Regions from separate parts of the Pan troglodytes genome. Here region 1 is linked to region 2. The links are chromatin contacts, called in public HiChIP or PLAC-seq maps. All regions are on one chromosome and are shown on one strand. Each heading gives the region's core, a stretch centred on a gene start, on an enhancer-like site or on the middle of the called end of the contact. The rest is flanking DNA. Distances are from core to core; before and after follow the strand shown. Region 1 holds the start of CEP57 (centrosomal protein 57). Region 2 holds the start of KDM4D (lysine demethylase 4D).

Evidence for each region. HiChIP or PLAC-seq counts read pairs in DNA pulled down with a chosen protein or histone mark.
Region 1: an H3K4me3 HiChIP or PLAC-seq map of stem cell-derived excitatory neurons shows a contact between it and region 2, with 8 times the contacts expected there. The contact joins the promoter of CEP57 here to the promoter of KDM4D in region 2. A contact is called at or near these places in 1 of 7 Hi-C or Micro-C datasets (stem cell-derived neural progenitor cells) and 1 of 1 datasets of contacts at active chromatin or transcription factors (stem cell-derived excitatory neurons).

The regions. Positions count from the first base shown.
Region 1 is chr9:97,892,476-97,897,748 of NHGRI_mPanTro3-v2.0_pri, reverse strand. CEP57 (centrosomal protein 57) reads right to left here and starts at 2,639. Exons shown (of 14, transcript XR_008538130.2): 1 at 2,045-2,639. It overlaps FAM76B (family with sequence similarity 76 member B), which reads left to right and starts at 3,177. Exons shown (of 9, transcript XM_001145967.7): 1 at 3,177-3,398; 2 at 4,232-4,296; 3 at 5,118-5,172. The coding sequence starts at 3,312.
Region 2 is chr9:97,077,980-97,082,508 of NHGRI_mPanTro3-v2.0_pri, reverse strand. KDM4D (lysine demethylase 4D) reads right to left here and starts at 1,793. Exons shown (of 3, transcript XM_522154.7): 1 at 1,320-1,793. It overlaps CWC15 (CWC15 spliceosome associated protein homolog), which reads left to right and starts at 1,765. Exons shown (of 7, transcript XM_001144223.7): 1 at 1,765-1,890; 2 at 3,199-3,337; 3 at 3,905-4,017; 4 at 4,323-4,411. The coding sequence starts at 3,207.

The DNA of each region.
Region 1 (5,273 bases), core at 1,390-3,889, 810 kb before region 2:
CATTTTTGTTTTGAGAAACAGTAACTTCCAAAATAGACATTTTGATGTAGCAGATTGAGTTATGGTTGTTATACTTTGATTTGTGGAGGTTCCTAGATATTCTTAGTGTACCCTTGATATTTAGAATCCTATTAAAGCTGAGCTTAGCACAAAAAAAAATATGCTTTCCTAATGAACAGTCTTTGGTATTTCTGTCAAGGGTACCGTATAAGTATTAACAGCTGACTATATCCCAGTGCCAATGCTCACCTAGGTGTCCTTGGCATAGTGCAGCTCAATTAAACGTTTATTTAATATTTTATTTTATGGAGACAGGGTCGCTCTGTCGCCCAGGCTGGAGAGCAGTGGCACTATCATACCTCACTTCAGCCTCAGTGATCCTCCCGCCTCAGCCTCACTAGTAGCTGGTATTACAGGCATGAGCCACGCACCCAGACTCAATTCAACATTTGTAAGAGTATTCCTTGTTCGGTCTCCAAGTGCTTAACTTTTGAGAGCCGTGAAAAGCCCTCTTCTCCCAAGTTTAATCACATCTCCTATAAAATCTCATCCATCTGCTGACACTTCCAATAGTTTTTTACTTTTTTCTTTTACTGACCTAATCCTGAATAACCTTAAATTGCTGCTTTCCTTACTTCTCCTTAACTTCCCCAGCCCTCTCTGCAAACTTCTAATTCCCATTCGGCTGAAACACTGTAATACTTCTAGTCCCATTATTACAAATTCTAACAAGTCTCCAAAAGCTGAAACTGACTTCTCCAAGGTGACCAGGCTTTCTTAGCGTTTCCAACTCTTTCCCCCTAGATCCTAGAAAATAACTTTACCCTGATACTCTTCTAGTTCCTTCCCTCACCATCCTTCTTTTTTCACGTTTTTACCTACGTTTCCAATTCACCTCATCCAGCTCTACCTCCGTATTACTTCTTCTCATTCCGAAATATCTCAAGTTTCCTAAAAGCACCTACTGTTCTAGCACATACTCCAAAATTCCCGCACTGCCTTTTTCTCCTTTCTCTATTCTTGGGACAAGCAATCACAATTCCTTCGACACGCAACTAGCTCCATCTTCCCTTCTAGGAAACCTTCTCTAGCCTACCCAAGCACTGTTAATCACTCCCCTCTAGATTATTCTACTACGGTAGCACTTCCTAAACTGTACTGCGCAGTAATCACTAATTACGTGTAGTTTCTCTTCAGTGTTTTTCTCCTTCAAAGCAGGGTTTCTATTCTATTCATTTGGACCCTAACAGTATGCCAGGCATCGAACATTTGCTAACTGGAGAAATAAGAGCTCCAACATTTACTTCCTATCAAAGCTCTCCAATGCCGCGGTTTTCAAAATACCTAAGCATTCGACACTCCAATTTGAGAAATACCAGTGAATACCAGTGACTAAACTGGATGGTGACATTTGATGAGGCAAAAACAATATTTAAAATCAATTCCCCCTGTCGCCTCTCCAAAAGGGCATTTCCACATTGAAGTTCCAGTAATGCTAGGTGACAGGAAGCGCGCGTTCTGGCTACGAGTATCACACAACGAAGTTAATGTGGAAGGGAGTGGGAGGCACTGCAGGAATAGGAAACAGCATAAACAACGACTAGTAAGTGCTCGAGAGACGGCGGACTACTATTCTGCAACTGTCTCTTAAACACACTGGCGCGCCTCACCTGATCCGGCGAGTTTCCTAGAGGGGCCGCTGAACCCACGTGACCAAAAAAGCTACATTTTTGCAGGCCAGGGAGTGGGCAGTTATCCCAGCCGGCCCTTGGGAATGTTAGGCAACCGGGGTTGGTTGCTACGCCAAAAGGTGAATAAGGGCTGGGGAACAGAGGCGGCCAGCCCAGTTTCACTGGGAGCCAGAGGGTGCAGCTTCGACACAGGAACAGTGAATGAAAGCTTGGGGAGCGCGGGGCAATCTAGGCATTCCCGCCGTCCTCCAGAATTGCGTCAGAAGCCGGACTGACAGCGCCCTGAAACGTGAGGAAACTCAAAGAGGCGCTTAGGACCGACGTGGGGCCCACTCGCGCCAACTGCTTCTTACCGACAAGTGAGAACCAGAAGCCGCAGAGACAGACGCCGCCGCCATCTTTCAGCCTGCCCAGGGGGTCTCCGCACTTCGGGGGCGGTCTAGGTTCTCGTGCTCTTCTCCAAGACTCGGGAGCCGCCCACCAGGGGGGACCCTAGGCTGAACCCCAGATGGAAAAGGGCAAGGGTGCTGGTGCTGGGCTTGGAAACCCCTGCCACACACCCCCTCAGGGCCGCCTACGCTCACAGCTTACACAGAAAGGGCAACACGTCCTAACGGACGTCTTTCCTAGCCAATCAAAACAGCAGACGTCTTTCTGTAGTAGGAGAGAATCCGCCTCTTCCCTGGTGACGTCACAAGGTAGCGCGTAACGAGGCCTGCTGCGGCAGACAACGCCGGGGTTACAGGCCGGCTCTGCGGGGATTCTACGGAGGGGCAGGCCTCCTCCAGTAAGAAGCGTGGGCGAGTAGTGTTGTCGCCAGTGGCAACCGAAGGGAGTAATGGAGATAAAACAAAAGCGAAGGCGAAGTTAAAGCACTCCACGAGTTCCCTCGGATTAAACGCCGGAGAGAGCGTGAATTTGCCTCGGGGACGCCTCTCCAGGTGAAGTACTTACCTTTTGGCCAATAACAAATAGGATTAGGAGGGACTTAACGATTTAGTCCAATAGAAAGCAAGGGAAAAAAGTTGCGGCAGAGAACGAGCCTTTGGCGAACATTTGCCCAATTGGATTGGGGCGCTCTCAGCCAAACCTGGGACTGGCTGTTAGAAATAGCCGCGACCGCAGACCTTTGGGCGGGGCAGGTTCAAAGCGGATTTCGCGCGCTGAGAGCTCCGGGATGTCATTGGCCGGCGACATCCTTCCTTTGTGGGCGCTTCCTGCGTCGCGGAAGTTGGGAGTTGGGAGGAGCCATCGAATGACGCGGTAGCCTTCGCAGCCAATCAGGGATGGGAAAGGGAGGCCGAGAAGGAAGCGGATCCGCGGCCGCGCAGCTAAACAGCAACCCCCTACCCGTTTCGTCTCCCTCCGCCGCTATCGGGGCCTAAGCGGGAGCGGCTGGCACGGCGTCACTGGGTGGGCTGGGGCGGAAGTGGAGGCGGAGGGAGACGGTGGCGTCGTCCGCGGGGCCCTGGGCTCTCGCGGCGAGGCCCTGGTGGGCGCGAGGCAGGGGGAGGGGGAGGAGGAGGAGCCCGCGGCCCGGGCGGCGGCGGCGGCTCTCGGGTTCTCCGTAGGGCCCCGCCTCGGAGCGGGCGGCGGCGGAGGAGGAGACTGAGGAGCAGGATGGCGGCCTCGGCCCTGTACGCCTGCACCAAGTGTACCCAGCGTTATCCCTTCGAGGAGCTCTCCCAGGGCCAGCAGCTCTGCAAGGTCCGTGGGCTCCGGGAGGCGGGCGGGATGGGTGTCCTCGGCCGTAGCCGGAGGGGGCCGGGTAGCCGCTGCACTGCAGCCCCTCTCTCTTCGCCGGCGCCTCAGGGGTTTGGGAGTCTGGAGCCCTCGCCTCCCCACTCGGGGACCCCTTTTTCTGGGGGCTTGAACATTAGCTGGGAACGGACCCTGAAAGGGAGGCAGAATCGTGCCCTTTTCCAGGCGGCCCAGGAGGGTGCCGGGCCCCGTCAGCGTCTGGGGGTCTCAGGGGTGGGGTTGAGTGAGGCAGCCACCTGTCTATGCCGCAGAGACCCAGGGGTGGAGATGTTTTCATCTCGGTTTTCTGCCTGGTCTGTCCTCTTCTTCCACCAGGAGGCAGGGGACGGTTTTTGCACTTTCTTGCTAGGAACCCGAAGCCGCAAAGCTGATGGCATCCTTCTTCCCTGTCCAGGAAAGCGAAGCGACTGGTTTGGGAACAGAATGCTCTGATTTGGAGCTCCTCCCATCCCATTAAAGCCTGGATGCTGTCTGTGAGCAACGGTGCAAAATAATAAGTAGTTTCACATTTAACCAATCCTTGAAATCGGCCCTGACAGCTTTCTTAATTTATCTGTAATATACCCCCACGTCTACTAAAGACAAAGACACCTGTGCCTTCCCTAAGGAATTATATTGTGATTGGCCACTTATATGATAAAGCATCCAGTTCTTTACGTTGGGGCCAGGTTTTATAAATGTTTTAGACATTTCACTAGGTTGGGTAAACAGTTTTCTACCAGAAAAGTGAGATTTGGGACTTTCAGAAAGATACTGACTAATGTATTGTCTTATTACAGGAATGTCGGATTGCACATCCTATTGTAAAATGTACTTACTGCAGATCAGAATTTCAACAAGAGAGGTTTGTATACTGAACAGTTTTTGACTGTTAAAGACAAGTGTTGTCTTTATGGAATACTTGGGGGTTGTAATCCCATGTTTTTATGAAAGTATTTTTTAAAAATGGTTTAGCCCCAGAAATTTTAAGTTGTAAACCTTTTGTACATGGTGGGAGAGAGAATGTTGCCAAAAAAACCAGTGGTGGTTAATTTACAGTTAGACTTTATATGAGGGAAAGTATAATACTACATGGAAAATGTACAGCCTTGCTAATGCAAATGTAAACAGTTATGTTAAACTAAAAAAAAGTGGTAAAGCCTTAATGGACCTGAGGAAAGGTCTGTGGTGTTACCAACTGCCTTCCAAGGTGAAAATCTAATAATTTGTTACATGGAACAAATTATTTGAGTCGTACGTAACATTTTTAACAGTTCCACTCTGAGAGTATATACAGAAAGTAGCCTCAGAAAAGAACAAATAATTTCTTCATAAATAGGTGTGGGCATTATAATGTTGGACAGTAGCCAAGTGGAAGGTTAGGTAGGCACTGGTATTGTAATGCTGTGCAGTAATAGTGTCAAGTGTGAAGATTTTGGAGCTATATAGGAAACATTAAGATGTTTTGTTTACAAAAAGAAATACACAATAAAAATGTATAAAAACATTTGTCATAAGTTAATTTGGGTAAAACAACTCTGAAAATATCCTTGTATATTTGAAAAAAATCCGTGGTCCTTATTAAAGTTTTAAGTACTACAAATCTTTGACTCATTTTATTTTGACATTGTGCTAATTACTTTAGAAAGCTACATAAACATGATCTATATACAATTTATTTTTCAGCAAAACTAACACAATTTGTAAGAAGTGTGCTCAAAATGTGAAGCAATTTGGGACGGTAAGTATGTCTTATGTTTTCATGTCATTGTTACCAGTTAATATTTTTCATAAAGCTGGACCTTTTAAAAAAATACGTACTGCTGGCTGGGCGCAGTGGCT
Region 2 (4,529 bases), core at 544-3,043:
GGGCAGGCTGAAGATCCTTTTCTCTTAATGACCTTCGCATGCTGTCTCCTGAGAGACATGGAAATAAAAAATGAATAGAATAGACTCTGGTAATGTTTAGTGGTATGAAAAATGAAACAGGGTGATGTGATGGTGTACAAACACAAGTGTTGGAGGGGTGGGGGGTAGGAAAACCTCACTGTGATACCTGAGACATGAAGGATGGTGATACAGTTATCTTGGGGCACAGGCAATAGAGAAAAGCCAGTGCAAAGGCCCTAAAATAGAAGGAATCTTGCCCTGTTTTGTAAAACAGAAATGCCCACTTGGCTATGTCTAGAGCTTAGTGCGTAAGCGAGTGACTGATTGGAAGTGAAGTCTGGAAGGTAGGCAGGAGCCAGACTCCGTGGGGTCTCAGGTCACATTAAGAAATGTGATTTTTATTCTAAGTGCAGTGAAATTGTACACAGGATAGTAACACCATTTTATTAATTTTAAAAGATCACTCTCTTGGCTATATGCAACACTGACTGTAGGATAAAAGATGACGCAGGAAGATATAATAGGAAGCAATTACAATCCAGGTAGGAGATGGTGTTGGCAAAGGCAAGGGTAGTGGCAGTAGAATAAAATTTCGGGTGAGTTTTAAAAGTAGAATTGTTAAGACCTGTAAATGAACCGTATGTGAAGAGTGAATGAAAAGGAATTTAAGTAGGCACTCCGGGATTTTGGTTTGAGTAACTAGCGTGATGATCGCGTCTTTTAGTGAGACGTGTTAAGACTGGAGGAGGGATACCTTCGGTAAGAAAAATCAGGATTTTCATCTTGAACTCTATGACTGAAAGGGCTTTTTCTGCTTTTCTTTCTTCATTAAAAAGTTGCAAAGAATTTAGGGGTAAGAAAGCATTTAAATATTCAATTTTGTGAGTTCCTTACATTTTAAACTAAGTTGGGGAAGTTGAATTTTCATTTGTTTAACAAATATTAATTGAGCAGCTACTATACGTCAAGGTCTATGTGATGAGATACCAAGATGAGCTAAACAACCAAGATCTCTATTCTCAGAATTTGTTTTTATGGAAGGGAGGAGAGACGACTGGTGGGTTTTTGGTTTTCGGGTTTTCTACTTTTCGTTGTCTTATTAAAACTTAACACTTAAGTAGCCATCTTAATAATTACATCTTGTGCTCCTGGTAGTTGGGCCCACCGTTGTAAACGCTCTCGTAAATACTGACATCTCCCCTCCCACTAAAACTAACGTTTTTTAAATAAGAAATTTTAGCAAACATTACGAATACAACCTTTGCTTTGAAGTGTTAATATTTTTGCAGGAATGGTACCTTTGTAAAGATCGTGGTTGCCCCGTACATATTTGTTCTTTCTTCATATCCAATTAAATGAAAACACTAGTTTTTCCGAAGCCCAACTCTCTAGGTTTGTTGGTTCTAGCTCAGGAGAAAGGATGGAAGCAGGAGTCGTTGGATTTAAACAGTTTGGTGTAATCCTTTTCCACGCTCTCTCCCGCTAGCCGGGGACGTGGTGTCGGCTACCCGGGGCTTTCCGTCCACGCAGTACCGGAATGAAGGAGTCTGGGAGGGGGTCGGGGACGGAAAAGACGGAAGAGACATTAAGTAATTGGTTCTTGAAGGTATAAAATGAGGTTTAGGGTCTACTCTAAGGCACTGAATTCAAACGCCCGCCCCCTGGGCCGCTTCGGCCCCGCCCCTTAGTGCCGTTACGCCGACTTCCACTTCGGCCACTGCGGATTGGTCGTTGCTTCCGCCCCCGAAGCGCTTGGATTTTGCTTCCGGGTCGTAGGCGCTAGCTCTGGGCGCAGAGGTTTCTGGGAGCCAAGAGTGGTAATGGCGTCCGTATGATCTTCGGAGCCTGCTGCATCGGACCTCGGCCAGTGTGAGCGGCAAGAGGATAGGAGATTATCTTTCTTATCGCGATGGGACGGGAAAGGGCAGTTGGGGTCGGAGTCGGCGGCAGAGTGCAGAGCGCGGGCGGTGGAGGCCCTGGAGCAGCGGGCTAGGGGCGGAACCGAGTGCCTGTCAGGCGCGTCTGGAGCTCTCGGGCCCGCCGAGGAGATCGCAGCGTAAAGGCAGCTCGCCTACTGCGTAAAGCGAACCCCAGGTCCTCCCTTCACTACCCTTCGCACCCCTGCAGTGCTGGGCACGGGTGAAGAGGCAGCGAGTTTCTGGTTATAGCCAAAGACTAGCTCACGGGAGGCCGGAGTGATAATTCCGTGGGTGTGTGGGAAGGGGCGGCGCCCCCAGCGCCAGATAACCCTGTTTTCTTCTTTGTAGACATGTCTCTACCCTTTTTGAAAGTTGAGAGAATTAGCACCGCCCCCCCCCACCCCAAAAAATCCTCCCAATTCGCCCACCCTCCCCACACACTTGCTTTTCCGACACTAACAGGGTTTTAGTGACTGCATCTGCTACACAGTATTCTTGTGACTGCTCCAAGCAGAAAGTAACTTGAGGAATGAGTCCCTGATTTTTGGCATCAGAATCCTCTGGGGGTGAGGTTCTTGTTTTTTTTGAACAGGCCTTAAATTATAACCCACAAACGATCTGATTTATAGTATGATGCCTGTTGTAGGAGAAAATTGGCTCAACAAACGGTTGTTTAAGAATTTTTTTCTGTGTAACTGTCATTGAAGTTTAACACACTTTTCTCTGGGACATTTAGTAACTTTGTCAGTGATATTTTTTGTTTGTTTTTAGCTTTTGTTTCTACTAGCCTATTTGCTATTGTGTGAAGTTTAGATAAAATGCAAACCTTACAGAGTCTGGTAGAGTAAGGTTGAGTTGGAAATTTTTAAAACTCAGTCATGGCAGTACTGTATTTTACTAGGGTTTTGACATGTCAAGTGTCATAATTCTTATAATCTATGAGGAATATCTCCATTCCACAGATGACAAAGTTAAGCCAGGTGACTTGCTCAAGCCCATATAGTCAGAAGGAGAATAGGGATGCAAACTCAGATCTTCATGACAGAATTTTTTGTACTAAGGCAAGCCTGAGAAGCCATATTCCTTGTACAGCCTAAGCCTCATAATTTGTTTTCTTGAAAACTTTTGTTTAAGAAGATTAAGCAGGTTTTGGGGAATGAGTTTTAGAACTTACTTTACCAGTATGGATATTGATTAATACTCTATAAAATGAGTGTTTGTAATGTTGGAAATAACTTGATTATATTTTTCTTCAAAGCATAAAAGATGACAACAGCAGCCAGGCCAACCTTTGAACCTGCAAGAGGTGGAAGGGGAAAAGGAGAAGGTGATTTGAGCCAACTTTCAAAGCAGTATTCAAGCAGAGACCTACCCTCTCATACAAAGATAAAATACAGGTAGTAAGACTTTCTTTTTTTATTGTTCACAAAACAAGACCAGATCTGTTAAATGGCGTGGTCATGATATAGTAGTATGTTTGAGTTATGTCACTTATCTATTTTCATAGGAATAGAATGCAATAGGATGTTTAACACTAAAATTCTGCTGTGATTTTAAAACGTGAAATTCCTACTAACCAGGAATTTTCATATGTAGATAGAACAATAAATAATAGAAATAATAATGCCTCAGAGAGATTATGCACTATGAGCACCAATCAGTATATTAAAAGTATTACTGTTAAGTTCTGAGTTGATATAATCCTAATAAAAATTAAAGACATTTTAATCACTGTAAAGCCTTATTATAGGAAAATATGTGATTGAATTTGGACTTCTTGAAATATTGGGAACATCACAAGAGTGGCTGTTAGTAACCTTCACATTAAATTATGATCTTGTCTACTTCCCTTTTTTCTGCTCGAAGGACAAAGTCTCATTCCTGAATTGTCTTCCATTACTACAGTCTCTGTGTGTGTGTGTGTGTTTAAGTAACATTTTTGCCCTGGTTTGTTTCTACTTTAGACAGACTACTCAGGATGCCCCTGAAGAGGTTCGTAACCGTGACTTCAGGAGAGAGTTGGAAGAAAGAGAGAGAGCTGCTGCAAGAGAGAAAAATAGGGATCGTCCAACCCGAGGTACCAACACTATCCAAGACATTTGTCTCATAAAATTATGTTGTTGATAGTTTTTCATTATGTAGCAATTGGAAAATGTTAACCATTTACTTTTACAGATTGATGTGAGCTGTACTACTTTCTTAGGTCATTAGAGATAATAACAACAAATATTTACCAAAGGCTTATTTGCCCAGGCGCTGTGGATGTGAGTTCACTGTGGATAATGCTTTTAATGTGGGCTCCTTGTGCCCACAGGTCCCTAAAACATTTTAAGAAATGAAGTATTTGTTTTACTAAGTTAAATGATTTTTGTTTCCCCCCAGAACATACAACCTCCTCTTCAGTGTCAAAAAAGCCACGGTTAGACCAGATTCCTGCCGCCAACCTTGATGCCGATGACCCTCTAACAGATGTATGTTTTGTTTCCTCCTTTCATCTCTAATAATTGATTTACCATGTTTTTCTAAAATACTTGTTATGTCTTTGCTTTAAGAAGTGACATATATTTATGTTTACTTACTGTTATTCAA